2 separate regions of the Xenopus laevis genome follow, and region 1 is linked to region 2. Evidence: chromatin contacts called from public Hi-C data. All regions are on one chromosome and are shown on one strand. Each heading gives the region's core, a stretch centred on a gene start, on an enhancer-like site or on the middle of the called end of the contact. The rest is flanking DNA. Distances are from core to core; before and after follow the strand shown.

Region 1 (5,795 bases), core at 2,866-5,365, 33 kb before region 2:
GTTGTGCAGTAGAAGCAGGGGCGCTGCGCCAATGAGGGGAGTTGAGAAATTGTGCCCAGGTGGCATTTTGATATGAATCAGATGTAGTTGTTTTGAACAATGTGATGACTGACAAGAAGGTCATAAATTTTATCCAGTTTCACATTACTCCACGTTGGAAAAACCAGTTTTTTATACCGGTGAGAAACATTTTATTAGTTAGTAGACCAAGGGTTTAGTAGAGTTAGTACAGGTATGGGTTTTATTAATGTTCAAATGATTTCTTAAGTATTCCTTATACGGAAAACCAAAGGTTTTGAGCATTATCTATAACAGGTACCATACTGTAGTATATATCTATCACCCCTTAGGTTAAATTAGATCCTGACTATGATGTGGTCTACCCTCAACACTTGATGTCGCTGTGACTCCACAAGACAACGCCATGCAGTATTATCCAGTCTATAACCATTATAATGATCATTGGAGATGTATTATGCAAATCGGCAACTACAGCATAAGAATACATTGGTGGCAAGTAAGTTAATTGCTTTGCCAAGACTTTATTTCATTGCCATTAATTAAAAGATTATTATCAGATTTTCTTATGGGAGAGAATGAAGCAGAAGTTTTCTCTTTGCATTGGACATAATACAAATTCTCGTTGAAGACCAGAGGGGATGCTCCAAGGTACATGTTCCTCTTCAACCAGCTGGAACATGTTCTGAGAACTTTGTTGGACAGAGAAGGTGCGTGTTAGTGCGCCTGGAAGCTGGAACCTGCATGAATAGGGACCTGGAGGAAGGTCTCACATGGGAGGGGGCTGAGGTGTCTACCACATCAGAATGTTTCTGCTCCTGAAGCAAAATGCTGGAGATAAATAAAATAATTTCAAGCATGTTATATTTTGTAAAATGAGTTTTCATGGCTTTGCATTGCCTTTGTTAAGACACAGGATAACCCCAATAACTGCAATAGGCAGACCCATTGCTCTTCTTAGATGCCACCATGTGGACTGCCTTCTAAACCTGAACTGTGAAATTTCAATAGATAATTGAAGGACTTCTAAATTACAGTAAGGGTGGGTACATTATACTCTCTATAAAAGTATCAAAGGGTATTAGAAGTAACAAGTGGGATCCATGGCCATTGAAACACAAGGGCAGGCTGAGTGCTTACAGTTTGCTGTAGAACCACCAATATGTATGTGAAGAGCTAAGTAAACACTTGGTTAAAATCTAAATTACTACTTATGGTCAAGTAATAGCTCTCTGTATTGTTAATAAAATGCCACACTGATACTTACAGTCCTCCATTTATAGAAACAAGCATTCTCCCCCACATTTGAACATGTGGTCATTGTTTGTAGGACACATTGTCCAAAAAGGATCATTCTGCAACACAGTCCCCCAGAAATGTTGTATTGGGGTCCTGAAGGGATATCATAGGTGCAAGGCGTTGCATTACATTTATCGGCACCACATAGGAGCACATAGTCAAGCATCTAAATGACATCCAGGGGGTATAGGGACGCAACTCTGGGTGGCACAGCTTTTGCTGAGACCCTAAAAAACATTTCATAGTGTTCAGTATGTCACAAGGGGACCCAAATGTTATATGTTATTTATTTTCATTAAAATAAAAGATGGCTTCATGTTGGCATTACTATATGTCTTAATATATATATATATAGTTTGCTTGTTAATCTCTTTATTCTATTCTACCTTCTCTCTATGGGCCGTGGCCAGGAGCAACCTATGACCAGCATGCACTGCACTTGCACTCAGCCTGGGCCCAAGTATTTATTGGGCAGCGAGGGAGTGTCTGGAATGAGAATTACTGCTTTTATGATTCATTTGTGGCTTCATTTTCTCACACAGTAAATAAATCTGTCAGACAGAAAGTTACTTGTTGTTTCTGCAGAATTTCCTATATTTTCCTAACTTTTACCAGAAAACAAATAATGAAAATACACTGCAATAGAGTCCAGCACAGGTCCAATTGGAAGGTCCCATGCCGACCCATGCCCGACCCCTAACCAGTGGCGTAACTAGATATTACTGGGCACAGCAAATTATTCTACTTGTTTTACCAGTATTTATTCAAAATGTATATGAATTAGGGCCTCATGGGGCTCCTTAAACTCCTGGGTCCCCTTGCAGCGACAGGGTCTGCTTCTTTTATAGTTACACCCCAGCCCCTAACCCAGAGCCACTACCCAGACCCTATAAGTTAAACTAACCTTCCGACCCAGGACCTGCGAAACCTGAAAGCGCTGTCACCGCAGACCGGAAGTGACGTCACTCCTGGGCCCATTCATTTGGAAATGTACCAAAATACCAAATAAAACCAAACCCTTTACCCTTGTGGTCCCCAGCACCTGATGATGGCATTGCACATCACTCCCATTTGATCTGATATGCAGGTTACTTGGGGCAGCTGGGGACTGAATGGATCATCCCATGGGCACTCAATGAAAGGAAAGCCTGGCATATAAAATGATTAAATCCTAAATCAAAATTGTCATGAGAGAAACCACTGTGTTCATGTGTCCAAGGGTTATGGTCTTAAGAGACCTTAAGGTTGAAGCCCCAAAATCACCCAGTATCAATGGGTCATGTTGAAGCATCAATGAGGGGTGCATACAGGGTGCTTTTTCCCATTCTTAGTTCTCTCCTACTGGCCAGTCCTGGAGCATGTGACTATCACACCTTCTCTGTCTTTGACATTAATTCTGGGGTCTTAAAAGTATTTCAAGGTCTTTACATGATTATATGTAATTTAACTTTGATTTGAAAAGTAGGGTGATTTCCTTAACATTATTACTACAGTCACAGGCTAGGCTCAATAAGATTCCTGTAGAAAGCCCTGGCGTTCACCCAGATCCCAACAGAACCTTTAACGCTAATCACTCTTGTCGGATTTCTTGTTCAGTCCCGCACCACAATAACGGAGAAAATACCAAACTCACATACACAATGGTGTGAGATTGGGAGCTGTAGTTTAACATCTGAAGATCTATGGGGGCATTAAATTATGCACACCTCTGAGATTGCAAAATCATGTTGCTTGCTCTTTTATTATAGCAATTAAATCATATAATGTTTTAAAAAATCGAAATACCTTAAAGACATAATTGCAACCCTGTACTGATGCCATCTGTGCCAACCATGAACTTGGATGTCATTGAAGGAGAATTTTATGGCGTAACCACTACAGTGGCACTGGGGCCAAGAATGCTGGCAAAGCATCTGGATCAGAAATAGAAATCAGGGGGCACTGCTGAAGTTTCTGGATATTATTATAACTATAGAACATGTACCCATGCAACTCTACAGTTACTGAACTCCAGTATAACTTTGAGAAGCTGACCCTACAGTGTTGTCTACGGAGTCTGAGGGTAGGAGTACTCTTGTGTTTTCTCAAGAATTTTTATAGAAGGGAGATTTTTCAATGTCTTGCCCTTGAGATCTAGAAGATCTGGTTCTACCACCTTGGTCCTCTGTGTCTTATATCTGATAGGACGGTAGAGCTTGGTGGCACTTTGGCCAGAGAGTGGTGGCAAGGGCATTTCATGCCAAGTTTAACCATGGATCACAACAAGAGTTTAGTCTGTTGGGTGGTATCATGTAATGCACTCACAGCACAATATTGGCAGGTTGCTTCACTCATTGGGCTGCAGAGTTTGTGCCACTAACATTCTTTCTTCATACAATAAACCTGTTACCAGTTAAATAATTTTTAAACAAAGTCACCTCAAGCCAGAAGATCAAAAGACTTATGTTGCAAAAGAAATAGAATGGCATGCAAATGTAATATTGCCACCAAGCATATTTGAAATGACTTGCTCTAGATATTTCTACAGAAAATATATGACTAACCCTAACCCTTCTTGGGACCGATCATTGTTAAGAAACACATCAAATCCTTAATGTTTTCTAATATACCATGTGTTTTCAAGGTGCAATCAAGAAACAGGTGCAAAGGTTGCCTGCTTTTAGCCCTGTTTTTTCCATGCACATATAGGCACAACTCTTTGCACTGCTGTCAGTGGCATCCCTTGGCACCCCACTACCATGCTCATCATTCAGGATCTAAAGCAGAGGTGCCAGATGATTGTACTTAAATAGTTTATCCCTAATACAGGGCTCCCTTGTCCTTGTGCAACGATTGCCTTCCACCTTATACTGGTTTTCAAATCACAAAAGAAAGATCCCAGCTTTAATTAGGATGATCGGGGTGGCAAGTGAAGGAAAATAAATGCTATCCAACCATGTGCAAAGGTGTCCTACTAACTGTCACTGACCTGTATTTATGAAAATCTTACCATGGCCAGACAGTAATTGATCTACTTAGTGGTGATCTGACCAGGTATTAGTGAAAATTAAGATATCTCAATGTTTACCCTGTGACCAACAATCAGATCTAGGTGGTCTGAGCAGAACCACAAACTGCCCCAAAAGTTCCTCGTTCAATGTGATTTTTCTCCCCTTCCAAGCCCCTTAAGATATCAGTTTAGTGGTGTTAGTCCAATAGTCCAATAGTCAAGAAAGTCAGCCTCCAGTATTGGTTGTGGACACCTTAACATGATCCATATTAGAATTATGACAGTTGCGGAACACTGGGACATACAACTGTGCTGTTTATATAACAACAACTTGCATTTACATTCAATTGCAAATGAATGTGTAGAAGTTATTAGGTGGTTCTGCTCTTTGATGACACATTTTGTGGTTGTAGTAAAAATGTCATATATTCTCAGGTTACATCACTACAATAACCGCTTGTCGCTGTGGGGCATTTGCTTGAAGCTGCTTGTTAAAGGGAAAAGTACTTAAATAAGGGAAGGGTCAGGTGTAGCCCAGCCAGTTAAGCCTGTTCTCCGTACAATATGAAGTCTGTAGGGTGAGACAATACTGGGTGTGTTTACTAAAAGAAAAAACACTTCTAATCGCTGGTTTCTCATTGACTAAAATTTCTAAATTCCAAGTGTATTTGCCACAACAAATATGTGTTTTTCTGTAAAAAAAAAAAGGATATATATCATCTTCTGAACTTGTGTAGCTACAGGCTTGTGATTTCTTGCAGGAAGACTCAGGTTGCTCTAGTAGGGTATTCAGGTGCAAGAACATTCCAAATTGCACCTTCACTCCACCTTGGGACCTCTATAGTTTTTCTTTTTGAGCAGTAATATGATAAATATAATGCAAAGTCAACTAGACTTGTCAACTCTTTGAAAGCCCATCAGATTGGTTGCATTCCATGATAGTTGAACCATCTGCAGAAACTGTGTACATTATTTTATTCACCTGAAGGTGAAAAGTTTGTGAAAAGAGCTGTTTCTTCCATACATACATACATAAACTTTTTTGTACCCTGCCCTGAGTTCATTCATCGTCAGGTGTTGAGGGTTTTTATTCATTTTTCTTCTACTTTCTACTGTAACTACTGTAGAGGAGTAACAGGAAAAGGGGTTATTTTCCCTTTCTTGTTTGAGAAATGAGGACTGGGGGTTCGCTCGTTTTAGGCTTCGAAAAGAAAATCCCATACCACGTTTGCATCAATTCTGTAGCAGTAAAGCTGGACTGGATCATGAACTCAAGTTGATTTGGGTTCGAAGAAATATAATGATATTCCAGCAGTGCTGGAACAACAATATCTAAATAGGTGTTTTCTTGGCAGGTAATGCCTTGGCAAGTGACCTATTAAAGATATATATAAAATTATGGGCAGCAATCTATAGCAACCAATCGGTGATTAGCTTTTTTCAGCCCGCTGCAGGTAAAACAATGAAGGAACATTTGATTGGCATGGGT
Region 2 (6,363 bases), core at 2,600-5,099:
AATTAAAACACAACTTTTATTAAACTCATTTAAAAGATCACGCTACAAAGACTCATCATTAGGGGATCCTCCCCAATGAAGCTGGACCATGTCCATAAAAATACATATAACTTAAAAACACATAGGATGGATCAGTGGGGAAATAGTGCACTGATATCCAATCAGCCGCTATCACTATAAATATAGTCAAAAAGATAAATATATAGTCAGTAATGGGGTATATAAGTTGTTCCCCTGCTCTTATCTGTATACATAAACAGGTAATGAGACACCCAGTGTTGATTCTGGTAATTAGTAATTCATTCAAATAAACCACGAAAAGATGGCACTTCCTTCTAATCATAGAACAATTGTATATTTAAGTAGCCAAAAAAAAAAAAAAAAAAAAAAAGTTTTGCTCCAAAAGCTGGTCAGAAGTCTAGCCAGCCCTCCCAGACCACCCTTCCATTTGTTACCCAGAGTGATTCTACCTAGCTACGTAGGGAGCAAATGGGAGCTGGTCCCCCACTGTCCACCTATGCCACCCAACGCGTTTCACCGATAAATCGGCTTCTTCAGGGGCATAAGTCTGAAAGTACTAAGAGAATACTGAAACCCTCTAGGGATGCCAATCATTTTACAAGAAAACTAAAAATGAAATAGGGATGGGGTTTTGGAGGTGTGAAAAGCATCCCTACTGGGCAGTTTCAGAGCTTCCATATTATACAGAGAAATGTGGAGGCAAATACATCTTGGGCCTATTTTCAGAACCTGAAGAACAAGTAGCATAACTGTTATTGATATTATATCAGTGTGATAGCATTTTCACCCCTGCCACTGTAAAAGCTGGTTGGAGAGAGAAATACTAAGGTTAGAAAGGAGCAAAGCTCAAAATGTGCATGACCAACTCCATATAGGAGGTTCCACTGGTCATTGAGCCACAAGTAGAGTTGGGTTGTTTTGTAAATTAGTTATGGTTTTCTTTTTTCATTTTATTGATTTAACAGTGTTCTCTTAAGGAATTATCAATAAGTGAAGTTTTCACAATTACCTGTTTTGGCCTCCACTGAACTTGCCTTTGACACTGTGGTCACCTGTCTGTAGAAACAAGACAAACAGAATAAATTTATTAGGACATAAATGGGGAGAACGTTCTTCTGTTTTTCTAAAAGACAAGTTTCTTGAAAAGTGAGGGTTACTGTTTAACAAAGAGCATGGATAGACCCATAAAATGCTCTATCGTAAAATGTTTTTTTTGACTACTGCTGTTGAGAATCCATCTCAAATTGAGAACCATACAATGGGGTCGTGTGCTTATTAACGTATGGATATCAAAGTGATCCAAGTGAATTTATACTTTTTTTTTTTTTATGAACTTACCCCAGTTCTCCATCCAGCAGGCGCCTGTATGTCTCAATCTCCATTTCCAGCCGGGTCTTAATGTCAAGGAGGAGCTTGTACTCAGTGTTCTGATGTTCCATGTCAGACCTAATCTGGAGAAGCTGTTCCTCCAGGCTGCTGATGGCGTTCTGAATCTGTTGAAGTTGTGCTGAATAGAAGCCTTGTAGCTCATTCAGGTTTCCTTCAACTGATTGTTTCTGGGGAGGAGAGGAAGAAAAATGGTTGTTTATTGACTGATTCTTAAATGACTCACACAATCTATATTTTAATTTTGAAATGTTAATATTTTGACTTACCATTGCCATCTGGGATTGCAGCTCAATTTCCAAGCTCTGAAGGGACCGTCTTAGCTCAGTGATTTCGCTCTTGCTGGCCTGCACTTGTTCAACGCCAACAGAAATCTCTTTCTTCAGCTCACCACTCTGCAATGATAGACCTTATTAGAGCTAAAAGGAATCCACTGAAGCATTCTCCAAAATAAATAATACTCTTATGCATACTCACTGCATCTGTACATAAAGACCAGTATCTATATGAAGATACCAGAAAGTGAATAATGGGACCCTGCTGTATAAGGATACTTGATCATCAGTGGTATGTGCAGAAAGACTATACTTGAATACCTGGACCTTATGTTGGTCTAAATTATTAAGAGACTACAAACTCCATGATGTACTGTAATTCCCTCACTCACAGGCGCATGGCAGTAGTAACTAGAACAGATCCTGTACTCCCTACATATAGTCTACAATAAAATGTTAATTTCTTTAATTCATTCCTTTAATTGCTTGATTTATAATAAATACCTTCTGGTTGAACCACAACTCTGCATCCCTGCGGTTCTTCTCAGCCAATACTTCATAGTCAGCTCTCATGTTATTGAGAATGTTGGTGAGATCCACACCTGGAGCAGCGTCCATTTCAACGCTCACTTTGCCGGCACTCTGGCTCTTTGCATGGCTCATCTCCTGGTCAACCAAATCACAGCATGTATTGGAATATGTTAGTTTCTTAACATACATCTTAGAAAAATGGAATTTAGTATCAAATAGCACTACTCAACTGAAGGTTTTATTATTGGGAAGTGACCATGTATGTGTCCTACCACTCACCTCTTCATGGTTCTTCTTGAGGTAGGCCAGCTCTTCAGTCAAGCTCTCAATCTGCATCTCAAGATCACCTCTAGCGAGGTTCAACTCATCCAGGACTTTACGCAGGCCATTGATATCAACCTCCACACTCTGGCGAAGAGTCAGCTCATTCTCAAACCTTAAAGAGGGGGAAAAAAGTTATAAAAATCCCAATTGTCAGTTTGGTGGGGCAGTAGAACTTACTATATGTGTGTGGTTTTCCCCAGGTGCACCAGTTTAAACAGTTCACAACATTTTTGACCATGGTCTTGACTATGTGCATCGATTCTGCTTTAATTGGAGATTCACCGATATTTGAAAAGTCAATAGTTTACAACTTACTTAAGTCTGAAGTCATCAGCAGCCAGTCTAGCGTTGTCGATTTGCAGAGTCACTGTAGCGTTATCAATAGTTGCAATGCGAATCTAGAAAGATATGAATAAAAATATTTGAGACTTTTTATCTTCTGGAAGTACGAATTCTGTATATTTTTTGGTACATGTTATTGGGATCAATGAGTACAAAAGGCTGAATCCCTACTCCTGCTTTATGCAAGTAACGGTTTTCATTCTGGGTGTGTCTAACTAACTGTTTAAGTGGGGTGGAAGATTGACATACATTATCACCCAGACGTTACAGCTCCATTCACTTAATGTAATTATTGAGCTTAATAAACTTATTTTAAAAAAATGCTTAGAAGAAAACCGTGGTGGTAAATTGTATTTTAAAAACAAGAAAGTTAGACCTCACTTTTCTAGTCGTAGCTAAGCATTCCTAACATACCCTCAAATGGCATGCTTAATTGAGAATTCTTCAGCTAATGTTTACAAATATTAAGAATAATTACAAAAAAAGACAGTTATACCTTGTTCCTCAGCTCAGCGATGATTTCAAAATATTTGCTGTAATCTTTAGACCCAGCGCCAAGGCCATCACCAGGTTGCTTATCATACCAGGTGCGGATCTTCACTTCCAGCTCAGCATTGGCGGCTTCCAGGGCTCTCACTTTCTCCAGGTAGGTAGCAAGACGATCGTTGAGGTTCTGCATGGCATGCTTTTCATTTCCACCAAAGTTGCTTAAGCCGGAACTGGCTGCTGCTGCCATCGCAAAGTTACCTCCAGAGGAAGAAAAGCTAGAGCCTGCACCGCTGCTAAAGCCTCCTCCATAGCTGCTGCCTCCTGCTCCATAGTTGCTGCCTCCTGCTCCAAAGTTGCTGCCTCCAAAGCCACCTTTGCCAGATGAGCTTGAATAGTGAGAAGCAGCGCTGGATCTATAGGAAGTCATGATGACTGATTATTGGTAGATATTCTCTGACAAGTCAGCTAGGACAAAGCAGAATGCAAAGATGCAATGTTTGCTTCCAGTCCATGCATATATATACACATTCTGCGGTGGGTGGTCTTTTTCCAAACCTGACGTCCTCCTATAAGGAAAATTCCTTTTTTTTTGGCCAGGTCACCACAATGCACTAATGCAATTATCCATCTCTGTATCAGTTATGTAGCCCCGGGGTGTTTGTTCAACACAAACTTGGTTACAAACTGGTTGGGGTGAATTCTTGGAAGAGTTTCACTTGAGGTTGCAGCACCACTCTCACCTTGCTCCAGGCTTCTTTCTACCAGATCCGCAGCTTCTTCTTCTCTGATAATTCACTGCAATTAGAAAACTAAATGAGAGAGAAAAGTCAATTTTTCATTTGGACCCAAAAACATTTTCAATGTTGTCCAATATGTAATAAAACTGCAAATGCATGAAAAAACACGTTGACTGAATCTTCAGCAATTCTAGTAATGTCACAGAGGTCAACTTTAGCTAGAGATGAGATAGAGGAGTGCAAGGGCTGACAGGTGAGGTCTGAATATCTATTTAGGGACCAGTACAGTATAAGCTGTGCTCATGTTATAATAAACATTTATAGATGCCACCCAGTCAACCAACGTTAAAAAATTGAGGCGTTACATTTACCAGAACATTTCCCTTTGTACTGTAAGATAAAACAGGTTGACCATAGTCCGAACCTTAGACAGTAATCTCCACTGGGACAGAGACCAATATGAATGATGGTCAAAGATGACAGCTATATTTTTAAATGTTCTATATTACACTCCTTTGGACTGGAGATCCAGTGTCGTATGGTCAGGAGGAACCATTGAATGCAAATAAATAACCCCTACTTATATGATAGCAGCTCAAAGCTGCACTTTGGGTGCCACCTTAACTTTTAGGGTTTTCTAAAAGATTCCTCAAAATTAACATGCAAAACGAAATAAAATATGCTAGATTATGATGTTTCTTGGTTTGGGGAGCCAAAAATGTTGTTGAGCTGCACATTTGGAACCTTCAGTGATGTTGCTTTTCTCCAACACTTTGAGAAGATCGGCCATGGTTTTAGGTCCACAAAGGGGATTAACTCCCACCTGCCATAACAAATATATCACTACTTGATTGGCTCACTCATTTGTGAAGAGGTTTATTGCTTTCAAATAAACAGAAGTGACTATCACTAATCATTTTACGGTACAATGAAATAAATGGCAGTTAATTAATGGCAATTACAGTAATGATGTTCATTTATGTGGAGGAGGCCAGGCTGCTGCAGAACTTGCTGCTGTTGGACAGGTTGATCCAGGGCTGGGGGGTCACTAAGTGAAAAGAGAAAAGGAGCAGCATTCCTCTTCCAAAATTGCAAGTTGTTTGTAAAGAATGTGAGTGTCGGCTGCAGCCGCCATTAAGAATTAGTGATGTCAATCAAGCTTGCCATTTTGGCCAGGAGAGTTCCAGCACAAGCTCAGATCTGATAGGCTTGTTGCATTGTGTTTTTGGAGCTGAAGCATTTCTAGATCATATTTATATTATCTGCTATTATTTGTATAAAATATGGAAATGGCATTTGTTGGGCAAAGTTCTGGTCTTTGGGCAAAGTGCAAGTCAAAAGGCTTATACTGGAATATTTGCCCCAGCTATTGCTCTTTATATTTGTTTTATTCTGGGTCACTTTTGTTCTGCTGCTCTGGAATTGAAACTGTTGTTTGGTTTGTTCTCTGGTCACCTAGAAACCAGCCGATGGTTTGACTGACAGACTGGGAGATAAAGAGACACTGAACAGAAATCCAAGGAACAGCCTCGGGGGGAATGTGTTTTGTGCTTCACGAGATCAGTGAGACGACAAACTGACATCCAAATAGCACAAAATAAAAAAAAATTGCCTGAGAAAATATCACTTTGTGCATAATAATAACCTCATAATAATAACCGCATAATAATAACCACATTATAATAACCGCATAATAATAACCGCATAATAATAACCACATTATAATAACCGCATAATAATAACCACATTATAATAACCGCATAATAATAACCGCATTAGTGAACTGGCGATGTCCCTGTGGATTGGATTTCTGGCGGTTTTCAGTAGTAACTGCTACTTCGCCCTTTAGTAAATCTGCCCCTATGGCTTTGTTGTATTGCAGAGCTTTCTGTATAATGGGTTTCCACATAATAGATCCAATACTTGCCATATACTGGGCTAAAGAACCAAAATGATTAGGGGGCTTATTAAAGAACCAAATATTTGCACAAATCAGCAGGTTTTGAGACTTTTTGTAGCATTTGTAGCATTGCTGATTGTGGCGGCACAAACCTGGCGCTGATGTGATTGTGCCGGAGAACGTGGTGTCAGTAATGGTGTTTGTGAGCCATTGGCACAAGCCGAGATGTCTATTGGCACAACACAATAAGGGACAATGTGGGTCCCACATGCTCGGGGCAAGTGCTAAATCCAGGGCTCCCTTGCACCCTATTGCACCCTATTGCACTCTATTGCAACCTATTGCAACCTATTGCACC

What was found. Hi-C and Micro-C count contacts between places; a contact is called where the count stands out from the background.
Region 1: a Hi-C map of the XL177 cell line shows a contact between it and region 2, with 1.8 times the contacts expected there. The contact joins the enhancer-like site here to the promoter of krt12.4.S in region 2. A contact is called at or near these places in 2 of 4 Hi-C or Micro-C datasets (the XL177 cell line and animal cap).

The regions. Positions count from the first base shown.
Region 1 is chr9_10S:1,194,536-1,200,330 of Xenopus_laevis_v10.1, reverse strand. No RefSeq gene overlaps it. Among protein-coding and RNA genes, the nearest start is that of krt12.6.S, 12 kb to the right of the region's middle. Within about 2 kb of position 4,115, at least 1 of the 7 cell types and tissues checked has an H3K27ac peak or open chromatin away from gene starts, as enhancers often do.
Region 2 is chr9_10S:1,160,276-1,166,638 of Xenopus_laevis_v10.1, reverse strand. krt12.4.S (Keratin 12, gene 4 S homeolog) reads right to left here and starts at 3,849. Exons shown (of 8, transcript NM_001085987.1): 1 at 3,376-3,849; 2 at 2,853-2,935; 3 at 2,493-2,649; 4 at 2,187-2,348; 5 at 1,677-1,802; 6 at 1,360-1,577; 7 at 1,031-1,077. The coding sequence starts at 3,615.